Linked DNA regions of Sus scrofa: region 2 is linked to region 1. The links are chromatin contacts, called in public HiChIP or PLAC-seq maps. All regions are on one chromosome and are shown on one strand. Each heading gives the region's core, a stretch centred on a gene start, on an enhancer-like site or on the middle of the called end of the contact. The rest is flanking DNA. Distances are from core to core; before and after follow the strand shown. Region 1 holds the start of C1H6orf203. Region 2 overlaps BEND3 (BEN domain-containing protein 3).

Region 1 (5,426 bases), core at 304-2,803:
CATTATCCCATCACTTGTCACCATTTCCACTGCTACCAGATTCAGGCCCTCATCTATCACCAGCATTACTAAAAGGCCCCCTGCAGTCTATTCTCCATAGAACAGTCAAAGTGAGTCTTTTAATTTATAGTATGCCATTCCTTCCCTCAAAACCCTAAAAAAACACTTGGAAAAGCAAAATCCCTACCTTGGCCTACAGGCCCTGTGCAATCTGGCCCCTCATCACCTCCTGCCTCTCTTGCTCACACAGCTCCTTCCCAATGATCCTCAAAACAACAGGTACACTTCTGGGGATTCTTTGTTCCAACTTCGAGAGAACACTGTTAGCCCAGCTACCTGTGGATAACTCATCTTCACCTCCATAAAGTCTACTCATTCTAACTCCATTTAACAGGCATCTTGCCCTCCCAATTTCCCCTTACTCTGTTCTACTTTCTCTCACCACAGCACTTACTACCTGCTATCATATTATACACTTTATGGGAGTTTTGTTTTTTGATGTCTCTTCTACTAGAATATAACCTGTTTGCCTGTGTCAATCCCAAGTGCCCAGAACAGTGCTGGGCACGTGGTAAATGCTTCATTAAATACTGTGAAATCAAAGTACACCAGAAGAACCAGTGCACTGGGATGAAGAACAAAGATGGGCCTGGGTTGAAGGGCAAGAGGCTACATCTCCAAGGGGCTTCCAGATCAAAGTGTGGACTTGACCCAGAAAGCATGAGAGTTCTAGAAAGATTTTAAGTAGAGAAGTGATCCCATAGGAGTGCCTTTTAAAAGATTTCTTTGGTGGCAGCGTGAACCTAAAAGGGGATGGATGATCGTGGCAGGAAACCTGAACGAGGTTTCGAGATCTTCAAGACAGATATAAAATCTGTGAAATAAACGAAGGCTGTTTAAAAAAAAAAAAAAAAGTAATGAGTGGAGTGCGAAGGCAACGCTGTCCGTGACCTGCGGGACATGTGGAATCTCTCCACGTTCTTAAGCCTAACTACTCTGTGTGGCGAACCTGATCTAACTGCTTTTAGGTCAACTGCAACTAAAAATCCTGTCTTCTCCTAGAGACCTCGGAGAGTGACGAAATGCTGAGACAAGGTCGGGTTCCCCTTGCTCCCTCCCTACACCCCTCGGGCTGCGCACCTTCCCAGGTCCTCAAGGTCAAGGGAAACAGGACACCAGAGTCCTCGAGCTCACGGTCTGTGTCTGCAGCAAGCAGGTGCTGCCGGGCCCGGGGCAGATCGCCTCTGCCCACCGGGTTCCCACGGACCCTGCAGCCCCCGGAGCGGCCCGACCTGGCCAGGATAGGACGCGAGAGACTCACGCGGAGACCTGACACCGCAGGGAGAGGACAGGAGAACGCCACGCCCGTATTTGCCACGTGCGCGCGGTGAAGCAACAGAAGGGGGCGCGGGCCGGGGGCACTGCACGCCCGGCCGGGGCGCAGTTACCTGCACGTCACCGCCGCTCCTCCCACCCGGTCTCCCACCGAGGCCGAGACCGCCGGCCTCCAGGCCCCTCCCTGGCCTCGCCCCGCCCCTTCCGTCGGCGCCGGCGCAGTGAGAGCGGGCTGGGCGGGGCACTCGGGCGCGGCGTCGGCGGCGCAGCGACCTCTGCTGGAAGACGCGGCCGGGCGGACTGGGCCGGGAGGGCAGCCCCGAGGACAGACACGTCTCTGAGCCGAGCCGGAAGCCTGAGCCTGGTGGTTACACATGGTTGAAGAGAGCTTTATTTTTTTAAATTAGTTGACTTATTTTTCATTTAAGATAGTTGATGTATAACATTATATAAGTTACAGGTGTATAATATAGAGATTTGTAATTTTTAAAGGTGGTACTCCTCAGAGTTATTATAAAATATTTGCTATATTCTCCATATTGAACAATATTATCTTTGTAGCTTATTTTTTGTGCCTCTTAATCCCCTACCCTTAGAATGCCCCGCCCCTTCTCTCTCCCCAAAGGTAGCTACTAGTTTTTTGGCTATAGCTGAGCGTCTGTTTCTTTTTCGTTATATTCACTAGTTGTATTTTTTTAGATTCCACATATAAGTGATAACATCGAGTATTTGTCTTTCTCTGTCCAGCTTCCCGACCAACCCCTCCCCCGCCTCACCAACATTTTTTTGTGGTCTTTTTGCTGATAGCCCTTCTGAGAGGTCTGAGGTGATATCTCACTGTGGTTTTGATTTGCATTTCCCTGATGATTAGCGATGATGAGGATCTTTTCTTGTGCCTGTTTGTATCTTTATTTCCTCTTTTAAAAATTTCTATTCAGTTCTGTCTAATTTTTAATCTGGTTAGTGCTTGGTTTTTGTTTTCGTTTTTGTGTTGTCGAGTTTGGTGAGCTGTTTATGTCAGCTGGATATTAACCCCTTAGCAGTCATCATTTGCAATTTTTTTCTCCCATTTGGTAGGTTGTCTTTTCATTTTGTTGATGGTTTCCTTTGCTGTGAAAAAGCTTTTCAGTTTAATTGGATCCTTTTTGTTTATTTTTGCTTTTAATTTCCTTTGTTTCAGAGAAGGATCCAAAAAATTTTTGCTATGATTTATGTTGAAGAGTGTTCTGCCCATGTTTTCTTCTAGGAATTTTATGGTATCTGGTCTTACATTTAGGGCTTTAATCCATTTTGAGTGTATTTTTGTATGTGGTCTTAGAAAATGTTCTAATTTCATTATTTTACATGTAGTTGTCCAATCTTCCCAGCACCACTCAGTGAAGAGACTTTTTCTCCATTGTATATTCTTGCTTCCTTTGTCATAGATTAGTTGACCATTGGTGCATGGGTTTATTTTTGGCACAAGAGCTTATTTTAATGCTGTGGGCCTTGGATTTTTCTGTGATCACCAACCTCTGTGAACATCTTTGAGTTATAGATATTGTCTCCAGAAAAATGCACACACCCACCAGAATTTTCTGACAATAAAAGGGAAGTTCAGAACATATTTTCAAGAACTAAGAGATCACCTTACCAGTCAGTCAGTGGGTGATTAGATAACAAAACAAAACAAACAAAACCCAACTCTGAAAATACTGCCTTTTCATGGTGTGAAAAGATGAGCCAGAAATTAAAGGAAGAGCTTCCAAGGGACAGTCTGTTTCAAGAGGATTCATACATGTTCACATTATTACTTATAGGGATACATGCTCTGTTAAATTATGTGTTTCTTTTTCTTGTTTTCAGAGCATCCGCCTTCCTTTTCCTGTCCTATATACCAGGTCTGCATTGCATCTGCTTTCATTTCGCTGCTTCCCGCAGAGGCTGCTTGATTGCATTTGTGCAATAAGAAAAGGCAGTTACAAATTATATCAAGTGCTGAAGTAATAGAACTTCATGTATTATATCAATTCAGTTTATACTGTTGACATTTTCCACAGGTAATACACAGTTGCATTTAGTAGTTTAAGTTGTTTGTAAAAGACTACAACTATATCATTAAATCCACCAGTAATAGAAGTTAATCAGCATTATTATAAACAGTAAAATTTCTATATGATTACATATGATTATGGTAGGAGATAAAGGAATACAGTGCTGGAGTTCCTGTTCCCTTAGCGGGTTAAGAACCCAACTAGTGGAGTTCCCGTTGTGGCGCAGCCCAGATCTGGTGTTGCTGTGTCTCTGGCATAGGCTGGTGGCTACAGCTCCGATTTGACCCCTAGCCCGGGAACCTCCATATGCCGTGGGAGCGGCCCAAGAAATAGCAAAAAAAGACCAAAAAAAAAAAAAAAAAAGAACCCAACTAGTATCCGTGATGATTCGGGTTTGATCCCTGGCCTTGCTCAGTGGATTAAGGACCTGGCATTGTCACAAGCTGTGGCGTAAGTCACAGATGCGGCTCAGACCTGGCATTTCTGTCATAGCCCTCAGCTGCAGCTCCGATTCCACCCCTAGCCCGGGAACTTCCATATGTCACATGTGTGGCTATAAAAAGAAAAAAAAAAAAACCTACTACAGTGGTATTCAACTATGTACAATCGATTTAGTCACTGGCCTTTAAAATGATAAACATTTTGTAAAATGAATCAAGTTGATTTTTAACTCAAAGTGCTAATTAATATAAAAAATTGCCATGAGATTCAGTAGTGTGTGTATATACATATTTGCGGTTTTTAATTTTTTTCACAGGAACCCATCCCTGCTGTGGTGCCTTGTGGAGATTATAGTTCTCACTGGTTTAGACCACCTAGTATGAGGGCTCCTGACATTTTGCTGAGCATTCGGTTTTCCTGGGTCTCTTCCATGTATACATGTTAAGCTTTGAGTGTCTCCTGCTAATCTGTCTCATGTCCATTTAATTCTTAGACAAGCCAGAAGAACCCAGGGTAGAGGAAAGTTTCTTCTTCCTCAACAATATCATAATTTCTAAAAACATCCATTTCCTCCTATTTTTTTTCAATGTGGTGAAACACGTTTCTAATAAACAAACATCTCTACTTTTTCTGTAATAAGACAAAAGTCAGAGTTTCCATTGTGGTGTGGCAGAAAGGAATCTGACTAGGATTCATGTTTTGCAGGTTCGATCCCTGGCCTTGCTCAGTGGGTTAAGCCATGAGCTGTGGTGTAGGTTGCAGAGCAGTGCTATGGATGTGGTGTAGGCCAGCAGCTGTAGCTCCACTTCAGTCTCTAGCCTGGGAACCTCCATCTGCCATGGGTTCGGCCCTAAAAAAGCAAAAAAAAAAAAAAAAAAAAAAAAAAGACAAATGTTGTTAAACTTAGATTTATTTAGCAATTAATGTTTCAGTATTTTATCTTATTTGGAAATGATCTAGCTGTTCAGTGAATTCTCATCATTTAATTTAATTTAGAAAACTTAATTTAAGTTTAATTAACTCATCATTTACTTTAACTTAGGAAAGTGTCAGGTTACCAAAAAGATTTGGAGAAAGTGTTTTAAGTAGAAATACCATGAAATATGGAGTTTCCTTAGAGTGCAGCAGGTTAAGGATCCAGTGTTATCATTGCAGCAGCTTGGGTAGCTGCTGTGGTGTGGGTTAGAGCCCTGGTCTGGGAAATTTTACATGCTGTGGGTGTGGCCAATATATATATATATATATATAAAACATAGTTATTGAAACATAATTATTAAAGAGTTCACCTAAAAACTCTTGTCCTGTATACACTTATTTAACTTACTTGTTCCTAACAATTTTTACCAGCCTAATGGGTATGAAATGGTATGTCATTTTGCTTTTAATTTGTGCTTCTCTGATTAACTATGAAGTTGAGCATCTTTTTATTTGTATGTTAGCAACTTTTGTTTTCTCTACATCTGTGTTGCACATTTGAGGATCTGTTTTTTTTTGTTTTCTGTAGGGCTATGTAGTGGACTGAGTTCGGTCCTTCCAAAAGATATGCTCAAGTCCTAACCCCCAATCTCTGTGAATGGGACCTTCTTTGGAAATAAGGTCTTCACAGGTCATACTGTG
Region 2 (5,112 bases), core at 1,182-3,681, 51 kb before region 1:
TTCTGAGAGCCTCGAGGCTCCCAGCCATTCCTACAGACCCAGAGACTGAGCCCGGGCAGAGTGGATGGCATGGGAACATTCTTCCTGTCCTTAGGGAGAGCATTTTGATTTCACCCCTTCCAGCCGAATGTTTCTTTATTCTTTCATTTGAAAGAAATGTTAAAGTTTTGAACCATTTTATTTAATTTTACAGTTTTAAAAAAGATTCACCATTAAGATGCACTTTCAACATGCTTTTTTTTTCCTTTGGCTTTTTAGGACGGCACCCACGGCATATGGAGGTTCCCAGTCTAGGGGTTGAATCAGAGCTATAGTTGCCGGCCTAAACCACAGCCATAGCAACTCAGGATCCGAGCCAAGTTTTCAACCTCCAGCACAGCTCATGGCAAAGTTGGATCCTTAACCCACTGATTGAGGCCAGGGATTGAACCCTTGTCCTCATGGATACTAGTCAGGTTCATTAACCGCTGAGCCACGACGGGAACTCCTTTTTTTTTTTTTTTTTTTTTTAAAGGAGACTTTTTTTTTTTGGTCTTTTCTGGGGCTGCATCCGCAGCATATGGAGGTTCCCAGGCTAGATGTCGAATCGGAGTTATAGCCGCCAGTCTATACCACAGCCACAGCAACGCCAGATCCTTAACCCACTGAGCAAGGCCAGGGATCGAACCCACAACCTCATGGTTCCTAGTTGGATTCATTAACCACTGAGCCACGACAGGAACTCCTTAAATTTTTTTTTTTTTTTTAAAGAAGGCTTTATCATAGAGAACATTTACTGAGTGCTGTGTGCCAGGCACTTTTTCCTTTGTAGTTTTCACCAAGCCCTTAGGAGGTGAGGCAGTGTCATGCAGCTCCTTTAACCTGAAGAAAACACCAAGGCTTGGGCTGGTAAGCCACTTGCCCAGGGATTGATAGAACCCACATCTGTCTGCCCCTAAAGTTGAGTAGGGAATTCCATTTTCTTTCAGGTCAGCTGCACTGGTCCCTGCCTTGGTGATCCCAAGGCCCACCAGCCTGATGACTTTCTCCTGCCTCTGAGCCCACCCTACAGCCTACAAAGGTGTGCTCAGCAGGGAAAGGAGGAAGCAAAGCTGGCAGTCATGCCACCTTCAGGCCCAACTCTTCTCAGAAGGCTGGAACGAAGCCATCACCCCAAGCCCACCGCCTCTTTCCTTGCCTCTGCTCTCTGCAGCACCTCCTCTTCCCCTCGAGGCATAGCCTGCTGGCCCCCCTGCTTCTCTGTTTGCAGAGTAAGGGCTCGTGTGAGGGTTGCTCAGGCGAACATGTAAAACACTGAGACCTGGGAGCCAGCGCTACATGAATGGTAGCTGCTGTCCTCCTGTTCTATGTTGAAGTTTTAAAAATCAGTAAGACCAGTGCTGGGGAGGTTTCATGAAGTCAGACCATGTGACTTGGCAGGATGAAGTAAGGTTTAGTTAGGTCTTAATTAAACTGTTTAAATCTTTGCCTATGTTTTATTAACATCTTTAAATAGACTGGGGAGTTCCCGTCGTGGTGCAATGGTTAACGAATCCGACTAGGAACCATGAGGTTGCGGGTTCGATCCCTGTCCTTGCTCAGTGAGTTAAGCCTTGCTGTGAGCTGTGGTGTAGGTTGCAGACATGGCTCAGATCCCACGTCGCTGTGGCTCTGGCCTAGGCTGGTGGCTACAGCTCCAATTAGACCCCTAGCCTGGGAACCTCCATATGCCGCGGGAGCGGCCCAAGAAATGGCAAAAAGACAAAAATAAAATAAAATAAAATGGACTGGGCCTGTTCTCCCAGCTCTGCCTTTTGTAGGTGGCCTCCCTGCACAGCCTTTATCCCCAGGGTCCCAGGCTCCTGTCACGTTCCTATTCTGGGGCTCCCTTTACCCTGGAAATGGGAGTGGAGGTCCGGAGGATTTGCCCCAGAGAAGCCTGAGCTCAGGCTGCAGGGCCAGGCCCTGGGACTGAACCTCAGCACAGGGTGAGCCCTGAGTCCCGAGGATGTTTCCGATGTCGTGGGGCAGAATCCTGAGTCAGCTGGCGGGAGTTGCACGTCAAGGTTTCAGGAAGCCCAAGTACTTCCCATTTCTGGGCCTGCTGCTGGTCCTGTGTGACTTGGGCAGCCGCAGTCCTCCGCCAGTGCCTCTGATTAGCCTCAAGCTGCTCTCGCAGGAGCCTGGGGCTAGGCTCTCCTGAAAGAACTTGCTGCAAAGGCTCCCCCAGCACTCATAGCCCCTGTGGCCGGGACAAGAGGACACTTTGCTCTGGAAACCCTTGGAGCGCTTAGGGAAGAGACCCACCATCCTGTGCGGGTGGAAGGCTTTGCCAAGGGATGGCCAGGCCAGGTGCCCCCTGCTCGCCTGGCCGTGGTCTGGCATCCAGCTCCTAACAGGGACAGTTCCCCTGTCAGACTCTCGCGTGACTCCTTATCATGCACTTTAGCCGGTGACCTCAGAGCCCTCCTTCCTTTTTCTGTGGCCCAGCCACTCCTCAGCTCTCCAGACCTCCCCTCCCCTCTGCTGCATCCTGCCTTTTCACCCTGGAGCTAGGCCCTGATTTGCCCACTTTGGTCCAGTTTGAGGATTTAGGGAAGGAGGGCTCTGGGTGCAGGTCAGAGCATCTCCCAGGGTGCTCAGAACCCAGAGACAGGGCTGCCTGTCATCCAGAATGCAGAGACTCGGCAGGCCCAGCCACGGGAATTGCAAAGCTACTCTCCAGCTAAATTCTTTTCCCCAGCAGACTCTAAGTGAACTGGCTTCAGCATGCAGCTTAGATCCCTGATCCAAAAGACTTGGTCTGGGTCTCCGGCTTTGTTTTTTTTCCTCCCATGAAATGTGGCTTATTTTAAAAAACCCTCGAAGGATCAGACAACACATTGATGAAGCCTACAATGCACCCATCAGGAAATGGCATTTCCTTAGTGTTCAAAGCTGATCTTTTCACCTTTTTGTTCACACCTGGGCTTGTGAGCTGAGACTTACTGATCTCCCCTCCCCGTATAATACTGAGGAGATTTTTACACGTTCAGAGGCAGAAATGAAAGGTCTGGGCTAGTTTGTCAGTTGTTAAATTGTTTCTTAGAGTGTCAGTATTTTAAGTACTTCAGTGATTTGATTTTTACATTCTTAGCTTGTGGTTCTTTGTGGGTATAACCTGGCTAGGCAGTAAAGATTGCGAAGATGCTTATTTTTTCATTTTTGAAAATTTCTCATTTTTAAAGAATTGCATGCTCCCTCTAGCATATGTGGAAAGTAGAGGAAACTATAAAGAAAAAAGTCATCCATAATCCTCCTAACTGGAGGTAATTAACATTTTGACGTATTTTCTTCATCTGCTTTATGGCATTTTTATATTACATTGTTGAGATACCTCAGTGACGTCTGAAGTATGTTATTATTGACTGGGTGGCCCTGTAATGAACAATTGATTTTGAATCTTTACGCATAATTTAATGCTCGGCTTTTTCTGTCAATAGAGGTTTTGAAGTCCTGTGTTGAGGAAAATGTGTGGAAGTTGACTTCCCGACTTTCTGTCATGGAAATAACCATTGTGATCAAAGGTGATCTCCATCCAGGTCACATTGAGTTTGTTGTCCCTTCCATTTTCTCTGCAGCTTTTTGTGGACGTATCAGTAATTAATAACAGCTGATGGGTGCAGAGGGCCTACTGCAGGATTTCCACCCTCAGCCTGACCCTTGAGTTCCTGCCTGTGCTTAACCTGAGATCAACTCGAAGTAAAAAGACCCCATGGCCCAGGTTCTTTGCTCTTCTGGTCTTGGCTCATTTCGTGTTGTAATTTTAAAGTGCTTGGGGCTCTGTAAATGACGGAAAGATTTGGTTATAGGTCTTTAGAAGCTGAAAGTGATGAGGAAGATCACGCTATGCCCTTTTAAAACATCGACAGGGTTATTTCCGAAGCAAAATCTTTCTTGGAGTTTCCGTTGTGGCGCATCAGAAATGAATCCGAGTAGGAACCATGAGGTTGCGGGTTTGGTCCCTGCACTTGCTCAGTGGGTTAAGGATCCGGCGTTGCCATGAGCTGTGGTGTAGGTTGCAGACGTGGCTCGGATCTGGTGTTGCTGTGGCTGTGGTGTAGGCTGGCAGCTATAGCTCCGATTCGACATCTAGTCTGGGGACCTCCATATGCCGCAGGTTTGGCCCTAAAAAGACAAAAGATGACCAAAAATATGTATATAATAATTTCCCTCTGGAATTTGCTTTAATGTTATTTCTTCTAAAGGAAAATAAATCTTGTTGGTCCATGTCAGAGGTTAAAATGGTTTCTATCCAGATCACGAAATAGTCGTCTTCTCCACAGCTGCAGCTCGCAGCCTGGGATGTTTATTCGATGTGAGTTACAGTTGTTATAGAAACCTTAATGTAATATCGTCTAACCTTGAGGTTCTGACTGCTCTTTCCTTCCTGTTGCTGTTAGCTTCTGATGTTTACCCACCCTCCCCTCCAACCCAAGTTCCCAGGGTTTCGTCTTTATCCTCCAGGTCCTCCCACCTCTGCCCTGGGTTGGTTTCCATCCCTATAAAGAAGCTGGACTGTCGGTTAATCCCCCCTGTGCAGAGGAGAGTCACCCCACCAGCACCACCAGCTGCCTGTCACACGGTGGGGAGCATAGCCACCAAGGCACAGGTCAGGGAGGCCAGGGCCACTCCCCACGGGATGATTTGGAGCAGGTTCCTAACCCCCGAGCCTCGGGTCTCACACCTGAAAAATGAAATGATCTCCGAGGTCCCAACTGGCTCTAAAGCTCTGCCTCACTTGTAAACTGAGACTAAGAAGAGTTTCCACCTCCTACGATTGATCGATCGTTAGGTTAAGTGCACTTAGTAGAGTTCTTAGCACAGCATCTTCCACAGGTAGGCTGTTAGTGTGCAAAAGCACAGGGCAGTACAGGGAGCTGGGAGGTAGCGGCACTGCAGGCTGCTGCCTTCAGGGATTGCCTGGGGAGCTCCCACAAACCCCTGTTGGACACCTCTGTCAGCACCCTCAGTGCTGGCCTTAGGGACTCTTACTGGTTTTCAGCCCTTGTCTGTCCCCTCCCAAAGAAACTACTCTAAATCCTTGTCTCAAAACCTGCTTCTGGGGGAACTCAAACTAAATAAGTGATACAG

Evidence for each region. HiChIP or PLAC-seq counts read pairs in DNA pulled down with a chosen protein or histone mark.
Region 2: a contact with region 1 is called in an H3K27ac HiChIP or PLAC-seq map of alveolar macrophages. The contact joins the enhancer-like site here to the promoter of C1H6orf203 in region 1. A contact is called at or near these places in 1 of 5 promoter capture datasets (liver), 12 of 47 Hi-C or Micro-C datasets (brain, fetal heart ventricle, fetal liver and 6 more) and 2 of 2 datasets of contacts at active chromatin or transcription factors (alveolar macrophages and skeletal muscle).

Annotation. Positions count from the first base shown.
Region 1 is chr1:73,158,457-73,163,882 of Sscrofa11.1, reverse strand. C1H6orf203 reads right to left here and starts at 1,553. Exons shown (of 4, transcript XM_021090591.1): 1 at 1,449-1,553.
Region 2 is chr1:73,210,995-73,216,106 of Sscrofa11.1, reverse strand. All of the region lies in intron 2 of BEND3 (BEN domain-containing protein 3), which reads left to right. Among named protein-coding and RNA genes, the nearest start is that of BEND3, 11 kb to the left of the region's middle. Within about 2 kb of position 2,431, at least 21 of the 83 cell types and tissues checked have an H3K27ac peak or open chromatin away from gene starts, as enhancers often do. A contact at or near this core is called in alveolar macrophages, fetal liver, liver and 2 more, where this site is marked.